2 separate regions of the Hordeum vulgare genome follow, and region 2 is linked to region 1. A link is a contact called in public Hi-C data. All regions are on one chromosome and are shown on one strand. The core of a region is the stretch at or near the end of the contact, and the rest is flanking DNA. Distances in the headings are between cores, read along the strand shown.

Evidence for each region. A called contact is a pair of places that touch in the nucleus more often than the background predicts.
Region 2: a Hi-C map of seedling shows a contact between it and region 1, with 3 times the contacts expected there. The contact joins the promoter of LOC123424776 here to the promoter of LOC123424775 in region 1. A contact is called at or near these places in 2 of 6 Hi-C or Micro-C datasets (leaf and seedling).

The regions. Positions count from the first base shown.
Region 1 is chr2H:45,007,642-45,014,825 of MorexV3_pseudomolecules_assembly, forward strand. LOC123424775 (photosystem I reaction center subunit N, chloroplastic) reads left to right here and starts at 3,757. Exons shown (of 3, transcript XM_045108465.1): 1 at 3,757-4,068; 2 at 4,172-4,297; 3 at 4,399-4,657. The coding sequence starts at 3,847. The coding sequence ends at 4,488. LOC123424774 (60S ribosome subunit biogenesis protein NIP7 homolog) reads left to right here and starts at 483. Exons shown (of 2, transcript XM_045108464.1): 1 at 483-1,160; 2 at 2,377-2,674. The coding sequence starts at 593. The coding sequence ends at 1,159. TRNAG-CCC (a tRNA gene) reads right to left here and starts at 2,999; the gene lies at 2,929-2,999. TRNAG-CCC (a tRNA gene) reads right to left here and starts at 5,134; the gene lies at 5,064-5,134.
Region 2 is chr2H:45,306,817-45,314,004 of MorexV3_pseudomolecules_assembly, forward strand. It overlaps LOC123424776 (pentatricopeptide repeat-containing protein At2g32630-like), which reads right to left and starts at 2,299. Exons shown (of 3, transcript XM_045108467.1): 1 at 662-2,299; 2 at 408-570. The coding sequence starts at 2,283. The coding sequence ends at 667.

The DNA of each region.
Region 1 (7,184 bases), core at 2,507-5,006:
TCCACTAGCACCGTCAAGGTAATGGGCTCCCACGAGAGAGAATAGGGCATGGGAGACGGCGTCGCCTCGAATCCCGTGAGCCCGTGCGTGTCTCATGTCCTACTCTACCTTGCCGATGATCGAACCAATACTCGGAGGACGCAGCCAGCCTCCAGACATGGGCACGGCGGAGGCGGATGAGCTCCATTTAAATTAGGTTTCACGTTGCATGTAATAGTATGAATTTAAGATTTCTAAATTAAGATCTGTGCTTGCGAAATATTTTATTTGAAGACACTATGTACGTATGGGTCGAATTTGTCAAGTCCGATAGGTGCTCTTAGGAACCACATCTAACTTATAATTAGGTGAGCAATTTTTTAATTTTTTTGGCAAAAATGATTGAAAGTGGTCAAAGAGCATGTGAAACAATTGCGAGGAATGCTATCATCCGATCCAACGGCAGACAATCAAAAGGCCCGCGGTCTCGATAAAACAGGGGGAGGATCCACCCGACTAAACCCTAGCCTCTCCGTCCGTCCCCAACCTTCACCGCCACTCCGCCCCCAAACCCCGCCGCCGCCGCCGCCGCAGCAGCCGCCTCCCCTGCGCCATGCGTCCGCTCGACGAGAAGGAGACCACGATGGTCTTCGAGAAGCTCTTCAAGTTCACCGGCCCCAACCTGAAGCACCTCCTGGATCGGCCCTCCGTGGAGGGCCCCGACCCGGAGTCCGGCCGCTACTGCCTCCGCCTCCACAAGAACCGCGTCTTCTACGCCTCCGAGTCGCTCGTCCGCCGCGCCACCGCCGTGTCCCGCACGCGCCTCGCCAGCGTCGGCACGCCCATCGGCAAGTTCACCCACGGCGGCGCCTTCCACCTCACCGTCCACGCGCTCGACCTCCTCGCCGCCCACGCGCGCCGCCGCATCTGGCTCAAGCCCGAGACGGAGCGCTCGTTCCTCTTCGGCAACTCCGTGCCCAAGTCCGCGCTCGCGCGCATCACCGAGAACACCAAGTCCGGCGACGGCGTCGTCGTCATGTCCATGGCCGACGTGCCCCTCGGGTTTGGGGTCGCCGCCAGGGGCGCGCAGGACTGCAGGAAGGCCGACACCAACGCTGTGGTGGTGCTCCACCAGTCCGACGCCGGCGAGTACCTCCGCAAGGAGGAGGAGCTCATGTGAGGTGAGGGTCGAGGCCTGGTTGTTCTTGTGTTAACTGATTGGACCATATGCGTGGATTTAGGGACCCAATGTCTTACTATCTTGTTGGAGAATTCCTGCATATGGCATATGAATGTACTGGATGATAAATTGAGTATGGATGAGACGGTTGCAATTTTTGGCGATAATTGGTCTTTTTTCACCTGTGAGTGCATTAAATGGAATTTTTGGATCATATTACTTACTGAATTGTGTGGAATGAATCAAGCAAAGTAGTTTCTGGGATTGAATTGTTCCATTGGGTTATTAGTTGTTAGACGGTGCTGGTCATGTTGTTAATAAACCATATAGCTGATTTATACATAGATGAATTGGTTAATTGAAGAAGTATGTTGCATCACTTAGGCTAATAGAAATTTGGCACTTTGATCAAGGGTTGTCTTTGTGCGTCTTGCGGTGATGTATTTGACTTACCTGGACTATTTGTTCCCACCTCTGGTGCACATTCTTTGACTTACCAGGTTCTCTGTAATATTGCTGTGCGAACTACTACTTCAGAAGTGTAGATGTTTTCAAATGAGATTAGTGAGCCTTCGGATGTACCCCCTCCGCCCGGAGTTACTTGTTGCATAAATAGATAAAAATGGATGTATCTAGAGCTAAAATACATGTAGATACATTCATTTCTTGGACAAGTATTTCTGGACGGAGGTACTGTACATAATGTTTTCACTTTGTGGTCTTCACTAAATGTGAAGTTAGAATGCCCTTAAACAATAACTGCCCTGATCATTTGTTGTCGTGACTGGTAGAAACTTAAGGCGCAGCATGACCTCTGTGCTGTTTGCACTGAACGTAGAGCTTTTCCATCATGAACATAGAAACGCTTAGTACACCGGACTAAGATTGGGTTGAAGGTTTAGTTCTGATATATACTCAGTCTACGATTGGTTTATTATTTCCCTGTAACTCACTGTTGCATGTGTTTGCTGTTAGATTGGCCTAACCCACTTATCGATTATGAAATCCTGCTTCTGCAGTTATAGTAGTATTGGTACTCGAGCAGAAAATAAACTGCTTGCTCGCTTTCCCCGTTGTCCATGCCGTTTGATTGTTTCGGTGACATCATCCTCTGACAATCAATCGCTAGTTATGCGGTCTATAGATATTTCTTTCATGCCCTGAGCATGTCATTTGTATGACGCACTTGGTTTGCCTCTTGTGATTCCGATTTACAGCATTCGTGCTTGCAGGTGATGTTTGACTGTGGTGCTGAAAGATGTGTTCCCTCCATGGTTGTGATCACCGATCATCTGTGCTTGCAATCAGTGTGCAGTTCGTCGACCATTCTGTATTCTGCAGTCTTCATAAAGGGCAAGGAAAAGCGGATGTCTGATTGTAGCAGAGTGGTAAAGCAGATGTCTGATGGCTATAAATTTTATCATGCTGTAGCTTATCAGGAAGCTACTGCATTGTATCGCGTGAAATGTGAAGTAAGGATTATGATAATGGATACATTTCCTCTTGGAGCCCTAATTGTTGTTATGTCTGATCGATAAATTACTTACCAGCAAGCTAACCTGCTCATGAATGCCCCTGGTTTCATCACTTTTAATGGGGTGACATGGCTCGCCATTATCAGGACAAAACAGATGATTGGATAGATTGCCAGCAGATTTGATCTTCACTGATAAAACATACAATTAGAATTCCAAGTTTAGGTTAGCACAAGGAGATTAACTTTTGTCATTCAATAAGAATGGAAAAACAAAAAATATGTCAGGAAAAATTGCGCATCCAGGGAATCGAACCCTGGTCAGTACCGTGGGAGGGTACTATGATACCACTACACCAGATGCGCTTTGTTGTGTTTCAGACCTTGATTACGTCTATTATACGTCTGTACTCTAAAATCCAGTGCACAACTGGCCTATTTTTTCAAAAAGGGATCCTTTATTATATTACTTAATATAAAGGGGACCACTGTCCTATGGTTCAAATTTATCTAAAAATTCTAATTAGTGGTCGGAGATATGAAGTTTCACTACAAACCTTTAGAAACGCCATGTAATTTCTAAAACCAATATCCAAACGAGTGCCGCAATGCAATACACTTTATATTTCGGATTTAAAAAAAAAAACCTATACACCTGATATCAGGGAACAGAGGTAGTATTACTTAAAGGGGCACAACTGTCCTATGGTTCAAATTAATCTAAAAATTCTAATTAGTGGTCGGAGACACCAAGTATCACTACAGACCTTTAAAAACGCCATGTAATTTCGAATAGAGCTACTATGGTACGCAGATCAAATGAGTTGTTGATGGCTGCATGCATCGATTGATGCGGAAGCCGGGGTCTAAGTTCCTCTTTTTCAAAAAAAATAAAATAAAAAAAATCAAATGAGCTGTTTCGTGAGAGCTCAAGCGTTGAAAATCTAGTGATGCAGTCAGGCCAAGGCCAAGAAGATCCCGGCACGTGTCGCATGGGCCCCATCCCATTCGGATAATGGGAGCCACCGTGGCGCCGAGGCCAGCCAATGGAAACGAAGCAAGCCTCACCCTATCCACACGCCCACCGCAAACCCCAGTTTCCCTCCACAGCATCCTCCACGATCAAAAACAAAACCATCACCCCCCATCCCCCGAGGCCACCACACACGCGCGCGCACACACCAGATTATTCCAAGAAGACCTCGGGAGGATCATGGCCGGCGTGAACACCAGCGTTGTCGGCCTCAAGCCCGCCGCGGCGGTGCCGCAGTCGGCCTCGCCCGCGGCGGCAAAGCGCGTGCAGGTCGCCCCGGCCAAGGACCGGCGGTCGGCGCTTCTCGGCCTGGCGGCCGTCTTCGCCGCCACCGCCGCCTCCGCCGCCTCCGCCAGGGCAAGCGTCTTCGACGAGTACCTCGAGAAGAGCAAGCTCAACAAGGTCCGCTTCCTTCTCTCCTCCTTCCCTGTATAAGTGGATCGATCGCCCGTGCTCGTTCTCTCACCGGAGTTTTTTTTATGGTTCTTGCGGCGGCGATGATCAGGAGCTGAACGACAAGAAGAGGGCGGCGACGAGCGGCGCCAACTTCGCGCGCGCCTACACCGTCCAGTTCGGCAGCTGCAAGTTCCCCTACAACTTCACCGGCTGCCAGGACCTCGCCAAGCAGAAGGTAACTCTCAACATCCATTTCTCTCCATGGCCGGCTCGGACGAGCTCTTAGTTAGGCTCTGGCTGACGATCATGCATGGGTGCCTTCTTGCGTGGCTGCAGAAAGTCCCGTTCATCACCGACGACCTCGAGATCGAGTGCGAGGGGAAGGAGAAGTTCAAGTGCGGGTCCAACGTCTTCTGGAAATGGTGAAGCTGGTCGATATGGCGAGTGCTGATGTATGTCAGTCAGGCTGTACCTAGATGTCCAAACTGCACAAGTGTTTCGGCTGTGAAGTCATCGTCTCTGTAATTTTATCATCAAGTGGAATCCTGTTTTTCACCTGTAATTGCACTAGTGGAAACCTGCATATATCCTGTCACATCCAGCACGCAAACATTCATTAGTTAGGATCTTTCAGGCAATCCCCGCAAAAAAAATAAAATAAAAAATCTTTCAGTTTCACGCAAGCTGCTTAGGCAAAGTCGAGATCAGTTGGGAAAACACACATTTTCTTCTTCTTCTGATTTCGCCATGATTCGTCAATCATAACACCTAAAGAAGTTATCATCGTAAGTTAAATTAGTGCATAGAACCGAGAAATATTAACTTTTAAAAAAAGAACCGAGAAATATTAACTTTTAAAAAAAGAACCGAGAAATATTCATGTTGTTGCAACTAAATAATTCTAAGCACATATTCAAACCAAGCTGGTTGGCGCACACATAGGTTAATTTTGTTTTTGATTATATACAAAGGAGCAATGGAAAAAAAACGAGAAAAAAAAATGCGCATCCAGGGAATCGAACCCTGGTCAGTACCGTGGGAGGGTACTATGATACCACTACACCAGATGCGCTTGTCTGGCATAGGGCCTTAATCATATTTAAATACTAGGTTATCTTCAAATTCATTGTTCAAACCCATATAGCCGATGCGTTAGTAATTTATACTCCCTCCGTGCCAAAAAATGTCGCAGATTTAGTATTAAATCAGGACAAATTTTATACTAGATGAGTGACACTTATTTTGAAATAGAGGGGGTACTAATTAGTTGTTGAAAGATAAAGAAGTTAGCCTTCAGGCTTTGTAGAAACTTCATCCAATTTAAAAAATAATACTAATATTATTATATAATGGACCTAGTATAGGGAGAACACCAGCACACCGAGTCAGGTCAGATAGAAGGTGCTTTTTTTCTTTTCGAGACAAGTCAGTAGGAGGTAGTGTTTGGGCCTCCAATCGCCCATGAGCAAAAATGAGCGAGTCGAAAACGTTCTTACGAATGAAACTTAATGTGTGATGTGAAGACCCGCAATTAAAAACAAGGGGCTCCACGGTAAGTCATTGGAGGGAACTGGGATGGGTCTGGAGGCAAAAGAACCCGAAATGCTATTTATAGCACACTGTAGACTGTTAGTTTAGCGCTCGCCCACACCGAGAATATCTGATGCATCCATTCTAAATTTGATTTCTTTTAGCACATTGACACAACATCGATATATGTTGTAAAAAATCAAATGAAAATCTGAAACATAGCTCGTAAAACAAAAATGACAGGTCACACTGAATAGTACGTAATTTAAGTTAGGCTTTAGATTTGCCCATTATCACACTGATGTTAAATTTGTCATTTTTGTATCTCGAGCAATCTTTCAAATTTTGATGTGAAAATATATGATAAAATATATTTATGTTATACCAATGTGTTAGATTGTGTTTCAGATGTTTTCAAATAATTTAGAATATGCTATGGCATGTGATGCGCCCATAGCGCTGCAAATATGGGTGCACTTCTCACCATCCCCATAGTGCATGAGACAAATGTATGTATTTCGATTAGGGTTGTATTCTATGGTTACAATTCTACCAGGTATGTCCTTTTGTTTCCATCGAAAATCTATTTTACGGTATAGGCGCTTATGACCCCCCTCTATGCCTTGCAGTAATAGTTTCTCTAGAATTATGATCTTTACCACAACGATGCCGTTCATGGATCTAATTAATTCGTGAATTATATTTCACTTGCCTGTCTACGGATCCCTTGCGTATGCTCGGGATAGGTGTTTGTGTAAATCTTTCGCCGTATTGTTAAGTATTCCTCTTCAGTTTATCTCTCTATCTAGATACATTCACCTCACGGAGAGGTCGATGAACATGCACCATCCCCGTAGCGACACAAACAGGAACAATTTCAACATTTTTTGTTCAGTTAGATTTCCAATCCATTTTTTAGTCTTTCCTCTATTTTTATTGGCTTCACTTATATTTTTTTTCTGCTTGTTTTCCTTTTATTTCCTTTTAGTTTATTTTCTGTTTAATTACATGATTTTTTGTATAACACGTTTAACAATCTTGTTATTATACGAAATTTACAATTTTCCGCAGTTGTTTTACTTTAAATACAATATCCTTTTTCTTTGTTCTTTGTTCTATTTTTATTTCATTGTTATACTAATTGTTTCCTCTTTGTTCATTTTTTATATCATGGTCCTTAGTTTTCATCATGCATTGAAGGAAAAAAAATGCATCGTCTTTTCAAAAATTGTTTGTCTTATTTTGGAACTTTCTCATTTGTATTTTCAAAATGGTCGCCGTGTTTAGAAAAGTAGTCATAGTGTCTATAAAAAAGGTTCATCGTGAATGTACATCTCATACTTAAAATTATATTCAGCATGCATTTAAAAATTGGACTTATGTTTCTACAAAAGGGCCATTTTGCTCATCACATATTTCAGAACAAGTACAAATGTAAGAAACATGTTTACTGTGTTTTAAACTATGCTCCTTTTGTGTATTGAAAATTGCCACATGTTAAAAAATTGCTAATGATGATATTTAAATGGTACAATCTCCATTGTCTCAATGTTGATCGCAAACTTTTGAAAACATATCAATTTTTATTGAAG
Region 2 (7,188 bases), core at 1,049-3,548, 300 kb after region 1:
TGACAGTCAAAGTAAGTCAACGCATTGGAAGACTGCCAAACTGAAGACTGGCGGGCATTTATATGGTGGTGGTGCTATAAATGATGTATACACTTGCTCACTTCAGCCCATCATGTTTTGATCCTCAGTTTTCAGGTTTATAAACTAATTCAATTTCAAAATCAAACTTAACATTTCATCTATTCGGCAAATAATCTGATACAGGTGCCGAATACCCAAATTCAAGGCACTCAGAAGTAACGAAAAAAATAGCATTGAAATGCTCCAAAATAGGCAAACCCCCTCATCTCATAACAATTAAGCATTCGATACTTCAAAATGCATAGGCCTGAAACCCTGAACAAAATAATACGCCAATAGGTTTCTATCCATTCAGATAAGTCAACAAGGTAAAACCAAGCCCTCACCTTACATGATGTCGACCTCCATGTGGAGGTATTCGGTGACATGGGACTGGTACAGCACCAAATCAGTGTTGGTGTCAGCCTTTCAGCAGTCCTGCCTCGACCTGGTAGCGACGCCGGATCTCGGTCACACATCAGCCATGGACATGGTGACGGCACTACCAGCCTAGGTATTTACAGTGATGCATGTGAGAAAGGATTCGGTAAATTCCCTTATGATATCATCTGTTAACAACAATAAGCCTGACAAATCTTACATTCTTCATGGGATTTCATCTTTTCTTTTATCTGTATGAAGACTCCCAACAAGCATAGAATATAGAGTATCATCTGGAGTCAATCCAGCTGCCAACATATTGTCATAAAACTGGAAGGCCTCCTCTGATCTCCCTTCCTTTGCTAGACCTGATATAAGAGCTGTGTACGCCACGACGTTAGGTTTAGCACCCCTCTGCTTCATCTCTTCAAACAACCGGAGTGCCACATCCACCTTCCCATTGACACAGTGCCCATGAACTAGTGCGGCGTAAGTGTATACATCTGGAACAAGCCCTTTCTTCTCCATCTCCTTTTTGAACCGCTCGGCTTCGCGTATGCTCCCACTCTTGATGTACCCATCAATCATGACATTGTAGGTTACAACACTCGGTCTTGACCCCTTACCTTCCATATCTCGGAACAACCTTCTTGCCTCTACCATGTCACCCTCCTTGGAATGGATGCTGATCAACGTGGTGTAGCTGACATAGTTTGACTCGACTCCATTCTCTGTCATGATATGCAGTAGCTTCTTGGCATCTTCCATTCTATTCACCCTGCAGAGCCCACACGCAAGCGTGTTGTATGTATAGACATCCAACTGGATGCCCATCCTCTCCATGACCGCCTTAATTTCCAGGGCCTTGTCCACCATGCCATGGCGACAATACCCGTCAATCATCGTATTGAAAATGATTTGGTTATGCCCTACTCCTCTCAACTGCATATCTGTCAGCAACATCTCAGCAGCCTCTATCTGCCCAATCTTACAGAACCCATTGATCAACGCTCCATATGTACGCTCATTCGGCTCGATGCCATTGCCAACGCATTCATCGAACACCTCAGACGCCCTCCGCACATTCCCAGCCCGGCAATACGCATTGATAACCGCACTGTAGAAGTAGACATCGCCCGCGACATTCTTCCTCTTGATCTCATCAAACACGGACTCCACCTTGCTGATATCCCCGGCCGTCGACAAACCATCGACAAGGATCGTGTACGTCCCGACCGTCGGCTCCACGCCTCCACTCTCCATCTCCTTCAGCACCTCCGCGACCCGTGCATCGTTCTTCTGGCGCGTGTAGGTGTCCAGCAGCGGGTTATAGCAGCACGCGTTGAGCTTCACGCCGTGCCTTGGCATTTCGTCGAGCAGGCGGCGGGCGTCGTCCATGCGGCCGGCCTTGCAGAAGCCGTCGACGACGACCGAGGCCGAGAGAGGCGTGATGCAGCCCGGGCAGGAAGCGAGCGCCTTCCTGAGGAGCTCGGCGGCGGGGAGCAGATGGCCGGTCCGGCGGAGCGAGAGCAGCGACGAGGTGAGCGAGCGCGGGTCGAGGCTGCCGAGGCGCGAGACGGTGAGGTCGAGCGCCTCGGCCGCGCGGTCGGGGGCGCCCGCGTCCGCGTACGCGCGGAAGAGCATGTCGTGGAAGGACGCGACGGCGTGCCGCGGCGCGGCGCGCGGGAGGGAGCCGGCCGCCAGGTCGGCGAAGGGGACCGCGAGGAGGGTCGGGGTAAGGAGCAACGGGAGCATCGACTTCGCCGCGCCGAAGCGGCGCGCGGAGAGGAGCGACGCGAAGGCGGCGAGCGGCGCCGGCCGCGTCTCGGGGACGGACGCCATCGTCGTCCGTCGGCGGCAGTCAGAGGACCGGGGGTGGGGGAATGGGAGTATGGGACTAGTCGGGCTGGGCTGGGCCGCGCTTTCTGTTTGAGCCTGGGCTTATCCGCCTCCTCTATAGCACTTTAGATTTGGTGGCTCATACAGAAATCAAACGTGTGAAGAAATTTGCTCAAAAAAAAAAAAACGTGTGAAGAAATTTTCTGATGGTTGTTGTCAAAAAAATAAAAATCGTCCGACGGTGGCGACAAGTTGTCGAAAGTAGAAAACCTTTGTTGAATTTCTTCCCACGCTTGCACGAAGGGATGAGTTGGCTATTTTGTGCTTATTTCTTATGGTTTGAATTTTTTAAGTCATCTCCTTTTTCACGAGTAAAATGCACTGTTGCCTCCTAAACTCGTTGGCTAGGACCAAAACAGTCCTTAAATTCACAAAGTGTATCAATGCAATCCTTATACTTGAGGATATCGACTCAATACCGTCTCCAAACATGGAGCACCAGTCCTAAGATATGATTGCACATACAATTTGCGTATTCAGCAGCCCACCAGACATGCCACATCAACTGGTCCAACTCTCCATACACGTGGGACCCACTTGTTAGTGGGGGAGACAAGAAAATGACTAATATTGACGTGCAATGTGAGTCGAACTAGCAGACCTTGAGGTTGGCGTAATGCACTCGCGAGCTGATTAACTAAACCACCGTTCATTGTTGCTTACTAAAGAGATGCAACTTTATTCTCTCAACGAAAAGGAAAATTAAATGAAAGTCACCTAGGAGGCCATTCGTCTCGTGGCACACGGCTTGGCTACTCATCCAGGAGGTCGTTCGTTCACGCTAGACGCATGCCCGGGAGGGCATTACACATGGAAAATAGCATATGCGGCGTTGGTGCATAACTACTTGAGCTTGGCAAGGACCTCTCAATGTCAATGGTAAACCACGACCCAAACTTCCACCACCTCGCGACACCGACATGATGTGCCAAGCTCTCCGACGATTCTAGTCACATGTCTGGACAACGGGAATGTATGTCGGCTGCAGAGACGAAGATCAAGTCAAGGACATCGATGGAGAGGGAGATCAAGTCGAGGTCGGCACGAACATCATGAGATGATCGAGGTTGCTACACACAAAAGAGAGCATGTCGTACATGCCAACGATCGGCTATGTCGCGGGACTAAATGGCTATCTCTAGTCCCGGTTTGTGATACAAACCGAGACGAAATGGGCTCGTGGGGCCCCAGCCTAACGCTAGCCTGCCATCATACCTTTAGTCCCGGTATGTATCACAAACCGGGACTACATGTATAAAATGAACCGAGATTAAAGATGCCCGAGCCCCCGACCGCTCCTAGGCATTTGAACCGGAACTAATTAATGATCACATTAGTCCCTGACCGAAATGAAACCGGGACTAATGTGTTGGAATTATGCCCTAGAGGCAATAATGAATATAGTTATTATTATAATTCCTGTATCAAGATAATCGTTTATTATCCATGCTATAATTGTATTGAATGAAGACTCATTTACATGTGTGGATACATAGACAAAACACCGTCCCTAGCAAGCCTCTAGTTGGCTAGCCAGTTGATCAAAGATAGTCAGTGTCTTCTGATTATAAACAAGGTGTTGTTGCTTGATAACTGGATCACGTCATTAGGAGAATCACGTGATGGACTAGACCCAAACTAATAGACGTAGCATGTTGATCGTGTCATTTTGTTGCTACTGTTTTCTGCGTGTCAAGTATTTATTCCTATGACCATGAGATCATATAACTCACTGACACCGGAGGAATGCTTTGTGTGTATCAAACGTCGCAACGTAACTGGGTGACTATAAAGATGCTCTACAGGTATCTCCGAAGGTGTTAGTTGAGTTAGTATGGATCAAGGCTGGGATTTGTCACTCCGTGTGACGGAGAGGTATCTCGGGGCCCACTCGGTAATACAACATCACGCACAAGCCTTGCAAGCAATGTGACTTAGTGTAAGTTGCGGGATCTTGTATTACAGAACGAGTAAAGAGACTTGCCGATAAACGAGATTGAAATAGGTATGCGGATAGTGACGATCGAATCTCGGGCAAGTAACATACCGAAGGACAAAGGGAATGACATACGGGATTATATGAATCCTTGGCACTGAGGTTCAAACGATAAGATCTTCGTAGAATATGTAGGATCCAATATGGGCATCCAGGTCCCGCTATTGGATATTGACCGAGGAGTCTCTCGGGTCATGTCTACATAGTTCTCGAACCCGCAGGGTCTGCACACTTAAGGTTGGACGTTGTTTTATGCGTACTAGAGTTATATGGTTGGTTAACGAATGTTGTTCGGAGTCCCGGATGAGATCACGGACGTCACGGGGGTTTCCGAAATGGTCCGGAAACGAAGATTGATATATAGGATGACCTCATTTGATTACCGGAAGGTTTTCGGAGTTACCGGGAATGACGAATGGGTTCCGGGGGTTCACCGGGGGGGGGGGGTGCAACCCACCCCGGGGAAGCCCATAGGCCTTGGGGGAGGCACACCAGCCCTTAGTGGGCTGGTGGGACAGCCCACAAGTGCCCTATGCGCCATAGAGATAAAAATCAAAGAGAAAGAGAAAAAAAAAGGAAGGAGGTGGGAAGGAAGGGGGACTCCTCCCACCAAACCAAGTCCAACTCGGTTTGGGGGGGGGAGTCCTCCCCCCTTGGACTCGGCCGACCCCCTTGGGGCTCCTTGAGCCCCAAGGCAAGGCCCCCTCCCTCCCACCTATATATACGGAGGTTTTAGTGCTGATTTGAGACGACTTTCCCACGGCAGCCCGACCACATACCTCCACGGTTTTTCCTCTAGATCGCGTTTCTGCGGAGCTCGGGCGGAGCCCTGCTGAGACAAGGTCATCACCAACCTCCGGAGCGCCGTCACGCTGCCGGAGAACTCTTCTACCTCTCCGTCTCTCTTGCTGGATCAAGAAGGCCGAGATCATCGTCGAGCTGTACGTGTGCTGAACGCGGAGGTGCCGTCCGTTCGGTACTAGATCGTGGGACTGATCGCGGGATTGTTCGCGGGGCGGATCGAGGGACGTGAGGACGTTCCACTACATCAACCGCGTTCTCTAACGCTTCTGCTGTACGATCTACAAGGGTACGTAGATCACTCATCCCCTCTCGTAGATGGACATCACCATGATAGGTCTTCGTGCGCGTAGGAAAATTTTTGTTTCCCATGCGACGTTCCCCAACATAATGATCCAAACATCAGGTCTATTTTGTACTAGTGGCGGTATACATCCAGCAGCTAGCAATCCTTGTTACGTAATGCGTTGGCTATGGCAAGAAGCGTATCAAGCAGGCGAGGGCTAGCCAGACGAAGGTACGAATCGAACCCTCAGAACCTTCATGGAGGCGCCGTCTTCGGAGGTTTGTGTGTTTAGGGGAGAGTTGTTGTGGATGATGGGATCCATGTGTCAGATCTAGCAACAGTAATAGTGTGGAGGTTGGTAGGAGGAGTGGCGTTCTACCTACCATATCGATGACGACGAGTCTTGGCAGCATGGTGAAACTGAGCATCGACGGCAGATGCGTTCGGATGGACGAGCGCGGGGCGGTGGCATTGTTGGGCGCCGTGGTGACTTCAACGAATGACCGGACTCACAAAGATGATGCGGATATCTTCTCTGAAGATGGGTCAGCGACTTGATGATGGTGATGACTTTCTATAATGTGTCCATGTGGTGTACGCTTTAGGTTTGCTGCTCCGACTGTAGGTTCCGATACGTTATACAGATGGATCAAAGACGACAACAACTGTAGATATGAGGAGTGAAGGCACTCCTCATTATCGAAGTTGTAGGACAAAGGGAATGACATACGGGATTATATGAATCCTTGGCACTGAGGTTCAAACGATAAGATCTTCGTAGAATATGTAGGATCCAATATGGGCATCCAGGTCCCGCTATTGGATATTTACCGAGGAGTCTCTCGGGTCATGTCTACATAGTTCTCGAACCCGCACGGTCTGCACACTTAAGGTTCGACGTTGTTTTATGCGTATTATAGTTATATGGTTGGTTAACGAATGTTGTTCGGAGTCCCGGATGAGATCACAGACGTCACGAGGGTTTCCAGAATGGTCCGGAAACGAAGATTGATATATAGGATGACCTCATTTGATTACCGGAAGGTTTTCGGAGTTACCGGGAATGTACCGGGAATGACGAATGGGTTCCGGGGGTTCACCGGGGGGGCAACCCACCCCGGGGAAGCCCATAGGCCTTGGGGGAGGCACACCAGCCCTTAGTGGGCTGGTGGGACAGCCCACAAGTGCCCTATGCGCCATAGAGATAAAAATCAAAGAGAAAGAGAGAAAAAAAAGGAAGGAGGTGGGAAGGAAGGGGGACTCCTCCCACCAAACCAAGTTGTTGAGGCATAATTTATGCCTAAGTAATTTTGGTGATTGATGACAGTACCATACAGGACTAATCGTGTGTGTCAAGGTTTCAGGCAACATTCGTCAACGGCACAAGACGACACGACTCCTCTCTTCGGGAACGGAAGCATGGCGCTATCCTAGATTCTCTTCATTTGAGTCATAGGAAAGCCGTACTATTAAGAGGGGATCCGTAGTGGAAAGGTTTGGGTGGAATCTATCTTTGCACACGCACACCTCTATTTTCTCCCTTTCCTTTTTCCTTGGAGCGGCCCTTGCCGTTTTGTTCTTTGCGTCTCGGCAAAATGGTCCCAGCGGTAGTACCGCTGGTCCCAGCGGTAGTACCACTGGACTGCCAGCGGTAGTACCGGTAGTACCGCCAGGCTGGCGGTAGTACCGCCCTGGCTGGCGGTAGTACCGCTCCAGGTGCCCTGTTCCACCTACCTAGCGGTAGTTCGTGGACGGACCCTTTTGC